Regions from separate parts of the Sus scrofa genome. Here region 1 is linked to region 2. A link is a contact called in public Hi-C data. All regions are on one chromosome and are shown on one strand. The core of a region is the stretch at or near the end of the contact, and the rest is flanking DNA. Distances in the headings are between cores, read along the strand shown. Region 1 has its middle 870 kb from the start of MCTP2. Region 2 has its middle 15 kb from the start of NR2F2.

Region 1 (3,301 bases), core at 310-2,809, 1.0 Mb after region 2:
GTGAAACCTCTACTCTTGTCAGAAAAGAAAGCCCATGTCCTGCATAACTGATTCTCTTAAGAAGAGAGTACATCTAATTTGGTGATGTAGCGAGTGGATAACCAGGTGACTTTTACCTTCCAGTGACTTTGGGCCCAAATTCAGAATATCACTTTACACTTTTGCCAAAGAATATGATAAAGGAAGGGCCAGAAAGAAAATGAGCATTATAGAGTACGGCTCCTCAAATCCTGATCTTCAAAGATATGGAAAAATATATGTCACAGTACTACAGCACAAATACCTGTCACTCACTCCATCCAGCTGTGACAGTGTTCCCATGATAGGATTAACAGATGTGCTTCTTGGAATTCAGCTTGTTTCTCCCTCATCTTTAGGTATTTAAAGGGGATATTTTCTATTTTGTTTTCAAGAATGAATTTCTCCCTCCTTCAATTATCCTAGATATAACAATGTTAAAGATAGGTCTTGGAATTTCATCAAAAATCCTAAATGATTATTTCAGCTTTTTCAACTTTTTCCTCTTCAAAAATCATTCAACAAAGCAACTAATTAGTAAATACATAGGCAGACTTGAGATTCACTATTCCTTCCCCATGTTTTCTTCAGAAGTAATAAAACACATTTTTAAAAATAGCAGAAAAATAAAAGAATAGAAAAGTTGGATGGAAAAAAGTTAATCAAATCACTGAATAATATTCATAGATTGAAAACTCAATTCTGAAGGGAAAGATGAATAACAATGGGATCTTTTGAGTGTCAGGTGTTCATTTAATCTCCACAATAGAGTTAATACTTATGAGGTACAAATGAGGATAGGAAGAGCTGGCAAGTGCCCGACCTGAGGTTGGAAGCTAAGATTTTTTTCTTTTTTTTAACTTGAAAGACTGAACTCTCAAGACTGCTGCTTCAAGAGTTGGTTGCATGTATCATAAGATCATGTAATGACCTTGACATCTACACATTCTGTTTAGAAGAATGCGTAGATCTGTGTATCTTATCTATGTCCTAACAGAAGGAGGCCCATCCAGAGACCAGGCTGTCTGTGAGCAGAGTGTCAGCCTTCAACATGTTCTCCAATCACCTGGGGTTGTGTTAAGAGGCAGATTCTGATTCAGCAGGTCTAAGATAGGGTCTGAGGTTCTGCATTTCTAGCAAGTTCCCTGGTGATGGTGAAGCTGTAGACCCAGAGCCTACCCCTTAAACTACCAGGGAAAAATATTAAATGGACAAGGAATTTAAGGAGCCATAAAAAGATTTAGGATGCTGAAGGACCAGGAAAGAGGTTTAGGATAAGGAACTGACCTTATTAAAATTAAAACTAGGCTTTCCTAGGGGAATTCCTTCTGTGGATTTCAAAACCATTTGAAAAGCACGTTAGGAGCTGGTATACACTTCTGGTTGTCTTTCTACATTAACAAACTTGGGGTTCTCTACCCACACACAGGTCCATTGAAGTCCACAGCTGTTTTGTTTGGACAGGCTGGTACAAAGCCTGAACTTGCACACAAAGAGTTTATCATCAACACGGACCTTTCTCTGACAGCTGTCTTCCTGCCCAGCCCCAGGGCCCTGGCCAAAGGAAAGGGAAAGGGCTGAGGAAAGAAGCTGTGCTGTCAGCAAGCTGTGGTAGTTGCCTGGCTTCAAGAGCTGCGAGAATCACACACACACACACACACACACACACACACACACACACACACACCAGACTGAAGATCGGAGAATAAGGATTGAATAAATAGTTTGACAAATCTATTGGTTTTGTCCATATAAGCTGCTGGAGAAGCAGGGACTGTATTTCCTATAATAAAACAAGGAATTTCTACAAAGCACAAGGTCTGATTTCTCAGTCCTACTTTAAAATCTGCTGTGGGTATACGTGTCCACAAAGGAACAATATGTATCCCACCAGCATAGGGTTAGGCACATGAAATGAGTATTAGGCAGAGGAGCGCCACATCTAGTAGAACCGATAAAAATCAGGGTCCTTGTCCGCTGTGTAAACTGAGAGGAAGAGGCGCCTTCCCCGACTTCCTTTGGGGAAGGTTTGTTTTGTGCTGGTGAACTGCTCCCCCTGGTGGATCAACAACTGATTAAGTTTGTGATTCCAGATTGCAGGGAACAAACATGCTTTGGCGAAAACTGGGCGGTTTCAGGTATAGAGACATTCGCTCCAGGAAAAAACTAACTTTCGAGCACCTAAAATAAACTGAATGCCTAGCTTGGTCTTGGACTGACGCTGAGCTTATTTCTCTTGCAAAGTACAGCGTTTGTCTCCCCCAACACCGTCGTCCTTACCATGCGTGTTCTCATTACGGTTGTTTTGAAATCATGAGTTTGTGCTGACTCAAGCGACGTGGATAACTCTAAGTTCTGTATTTCATTTTCTTCTCCTTTAAAAATAACTCTGGACTGGACAAACAACCTCAGAGCAGGGAGAACATTTTGCTGTGAAATCATTCATTTCCCATACTTCCTGTCTACTTCACTGCTCTCTAAGAGGTGGTCTTGACGACTGTGGTTAATTTATGCCTACATCCCTTGTTCTTAGTACCTGCCCTCAAGATAAAGGTGAGTTTTACAGTTTTCCAAAGATCATCTTTCTACCAATATTACATATTTTGATGGCAAGAAAGTTCATGTTGTTATTTGCCTTAAAGAGGCCTGCCAGAGAGAGAGGGGAAAAATTGCAGGTCAGGAAGAGATGAAAATCTATGGTAACTCTCTCACTCTTTCGAACATTCTGCGAGTCACACTGCAGCCTCAGTCCAAACAGTTTATAAGCTAAATAAAGAGGTATTTTAAATATTTATTTAACAAGACATATTTTAAATAACCTACATATGTAAATAGAGCGTTCTTAGCCTGTACATTATTGCAAGGTCGATTCTCATGTTCTGATATATAATTAATTACTGGTTTATTCCTCTGTAAACCGAAGCAGAGAATAAATCAGCGATGCCAGGTCACCAATGTCAGCAAAAAATTGTAATACCCTCTTGTCGATGGGTCTGTGGAAGGGGAGCTGAGACTGTAAAATCTATGGTGGTGATGGACCAAATTATGTCCAAATGGCAAGTTTCTATCCCAATTTTAGTTGCTTTCTCCTGAAGTCTAGGCTTTCTTCTGTGCTATCTAGGTGGGCATGGAATGCACATATCCTAATTTAAAAGAAACTTGGAAAAGCATATGCAATGTGATCTATGCATTTTATGAGGTAGAGTCACCTAAAGTAAATGCATACCATGAGCATTTTCAGCAGCATTATTATAGTTAGAAACAAAAACAACACAAATACCAA
Region 2 (3,444 bases), core at 596-3,095:
CCCCCAGGCCCTCTCTGCCTCAGGGGTCTCTCACCCCAGACTAAGATCCAGAAGCTGAATCCCATCTCTCACACCTCCTTCCCCCTTGGTCCTACCCCAGAGGCCCAGTAGGCACCTCAGCGCTTGCCCACATGCCAGGCCTACAAGACTCAAAGGAGGTGGGGGGGACTTAAAAGTTTTAACGACACAGATGCCATATTAAATGAGGCAGTTTTACAATTCACTTTGAATAAGACACTAACTTATTACAAGTGTGTTATCAGAAGGATGATAAGATTTATAACTCCAAGAGTCAGCTTTTCGCCTTAATGACAATGGATGTTAAAGAGAGGAAATCTGTTCTCTATTAGAGGAGATGAGAGTCCCCCTTCCCTGTTTTCAGGCATTTACAGATGCATCCAGGAGGGCAGATACCAAGCCCCTTTGTGTCTCCTTATGAAAAATTCTCCCTTTTCCCCTTTGGCTATGAAACCAGGTCTCCTTGCTGGGTTAGCACCTCGCTCAGATTTTGAGCAGGAGCCCAGGAGAGAAAGAGAGAGAAAGAAAGGGAGATAGATAGAAGTGAGGATGGAAATGTGGAGGGTGGGGGCAGTTCTCAGTCCTCTGGTTCACGCAGCAAAACTATTTCCCTGTCTTTCTTTGCTATACAAAAGATGGCTTTCCCCTAAACCAACACAGTAAGCAAACTTTAAAAAACTGGGGTCCTATTACAAACCAACGCCCAGCACTAACTGCTTTAAAATTACTGCATAATTAGATTTAGTTGAATTTCACCATTAATTAGGCAGCCGCACTGCAGGGAGCCTTTGAAATCTGAGAAAATGGGAAAAATCATCTGAAGCACGTTTTTTAAACCTAACTTCAATAAATCTCGACGAGGCCCGGAATTCAGAGAGAAACTCGCTCCCCTCCCAGGCGGCTGAGGGTAAGGGTCTCCAGGCCTGGGCCAGAGCTCGTATTGGACCGTAAGGGGCCATTCCCCCAGCGCCTGAGAGCTCGACCAGGGCCAAACCACTGTTTCCCCAGAGGCCCTCAGAAGACCCTCTCTGGGAGGTCAGGTCTGTTCCATGGCAGACCTCGCCTCCTCTCAAACCTATTAAAAGGGACCCCCGATGTAGAAGCGCTCCTATTAGGGGCGCCGTCCATGCCGCCTCACACATTTCTAGGACCTGCGACCCCCAGCCCGGAATCGGCCCTCGGCCCCTGCGCACCGGCAGTCAGCTCTCTGCCCCCCGCAAAGCCACCTTTCCCCTAACTTTGCCACGCAAGCAGCAAGTTGTGCCCACGTCCGGCGGGGATCGAAGCCCGGCCCCCACCCCTCAGCTCGGCGGGTGTGTGTAGGGGGTGGTCCCGGCACACCCCCTCCCCCTGCACGGCCCCTGCATTAATGAGCGCGAGAACTGACCGAGGTCTGTTAAATACTGGCCTCCCCCTCCCCTATACCATTCAAACATTTAAGATCTGTGGAGAATACAGACTTTTTCTAATTTGGTTCCTGTTGGGAGAGGAGACCTGAAATAAACTCTCCCTATTACAAGGGGGAGGGGGCGCAGAGATAAGGGGATACTGTATTACCAATATGTTCCCTACCAATTCTGCTGCTTTAATTACAGAATAATCGAGGACCGCACTCACTCGCCAGCTAGAGTTTAAAAGAGGGTTTTCTGCCTGCAGATGGAATGGCCTTTAGCCGCCCCCCCCCCTTTTCTTTTTGGTAACCAATGTGTTTTCTATTACCCGGCCCTGCCGTGCCTGGCAGCCCGGCGCTCGCGGTGCAGTGGGAGACGCCATGTTGGCTCAGCTCATAGGACCAAGTCAAAAGCGAGCTTCGAGGCAGAGTTTCACACGCTCGAGCTCCCCCTGACCGCCCCCCGCCTCCGCCCCCCGCCTGTCGCCGCTTCTTGCACATCCTAGGAGAGCAGCTCGGAGCGCCCGGCACCCCGGACTTTCCGGGGGCGCTGGCGGAATTCCGCCGCACGTAAGTGGGGGGCGGAGGCTGGGGGGCAGGCACTTTTCCTCAGCTGCTGCCAACTCCAGGCCCCGGTCCCTGCAGCCGGCCGGATGCTAACCCAGCCGTCTCCGCGGAACCAGCCCCGGACGTCTCCCGCTAACTTTGAGCCCCAGCCCCTGGCGGCCGGGAGAGAACTAATAGTGAAAGGCCGAGGCAGGGCGGCCGCGAGCCGAGCGAACAGGCTAGGAACCAGCCCCCCCCCCCCCCCGCCCCAGCTCAGTCATTCCCCAGGTTTGTTTGAAAGTGACGAGAAGCAGCGATCGCCCCTCTCTCTCTCTCCTCGGACTATTGTTGCATTTCGCGTCTAACTGGGTTCTCTCACACCCCCGAGCGCCAAGAGGAGGAGGGGGAGCGGGGTTGGGAAAAGAAATAAAGCGAGCTCAGATCAGATAGGGGGGAAAAAAAAACCCAGCAAGGAAAAAGAGACACTTAAAGGGAAAGAGTCGCCATGTTTAGCAGCTTTTTTAAAGATCTCGTCAATTTCACACAGAACGCACTCGCTGGGTCCCAGCCCTCGTCTTTTGTCCAATTCAGTCGAAGCAAAGATCTTTTGTTCTAACTCAGCGTGAAAAGAAAAACTTTCTTTAAATGCAATAAACTTAAACCAAACTCAAGACTCTAAACAGATCCTCCTCCGGCCACTCTAAACATATACAAGGGGTTTTGTTTTAACCGTTTGAAAAATTTTGGGTCCTGTTTTTCTGCCTCGCAGACCCCAAGCTCATTGCTGAAACTTAGAGTGAGAGAGAGATTTCCAACGTCTAGAACACATGCTTTAAGCAGAATAAAACAGGGACTGTCTTTTGCTTTGAAAATCATAAATTATAATTTAATGCCAATAATAATTTACAACAAATGGCTGTTTACAATAAACTAACACAAAACAAACAAGGAAAAGGGCCTGTGTTTTACTTATTAGAGAAACTTCACACACTCACATGGATAGCACTTGCAAGAGAAGAAAATAAACAACAAGCTACAAAACCTCAATCTAGAGGTCAGCGATGTTCTGCCATAAGAACATACTTATATTTATGTATGTATATATCTACAGAAAGAAGCTGAGGGTCAGATGGAGAACTCTGCTCAAATGCACAAATCAGACAGATTTTTCCGGTCTACATGTATTGACTGGAACTGAGTATCAAAGTTTAATACACTTTACAAAATGATCCTTTTCTTTCACATCCCCTTACCCACCCCCTTTTAAAATTAAACCACAACCATAGTGATGTATGATGGCGGTGGGGGTGCTGCAAAGCCTCAGTAAGAACAAAAATTGCAAGCTCCCACACACTGAGCTTCCTCTAAACCAGGAAAAGAGAAGGGGGGGGGGGAGAGACTCCAAAACAAAATAGTTACTACTTCCAAATCTGCACACCCTGTAAAGTTTCCTTCTTTCTTTCTCTTCTTTTTCTTAATTTGGCTTTTAA

What was found. A called contact is a pair of places that touch in the nucleus more often than the background predicts.
Region 1: a Hi-C map of subcutaneous adipose tissue shows a contact between it and region 2, with 2.7 times the contacts expected there. The contact joins two enhancer-like sites. A contact is called at or near these places in 16 of 47 Hi-C or Micro-C datasets (brain, embryonic fibroblasts, fetal heart ventricle and 9 more) and 1 of 2 datasets of contacts at active chromatin or transcription factors (skeletal muscle).

The regions. Positions count from the first base shown.
Region 1 is chr7:84,095,657-84,098,957 of Sscrofa11.1, forward strand. No RefSeq gene overlaps it. Among named protein-coding and RNA genes, the nearest start is that of MCTP2, 870 kb to the right of the region's middle. Within about 2 kb of position 1,560, at least 28 of the 83 cell types and tissues checked have an H3K27ac peak or open chromatin away from gene starts, as enhancers often do. A contact at or near this core is called in fetal skeletal muscle, liver, omental adipose tissue and 3 more, where this site is marked.
Region 2 is chr7:83,073,301-83,076,744 of Sscrofa11.1, forward strand. It overlaps a transcript of NR2F2 not described here. Among named protein-coding and RNA genes, the nearest start is that of NR2F2, 15 kb to the right of the region's middle. Within about 2 kb of position 1,846, at least 42 of the 83 cell types and tissues checked have an H3K27ac peak or open chromatin away from gene starts, as enhancers often do. A contact at or near this core is called in fetal skeletal muscle, liver, omental adipose tissue and 3 more, where this site is marked.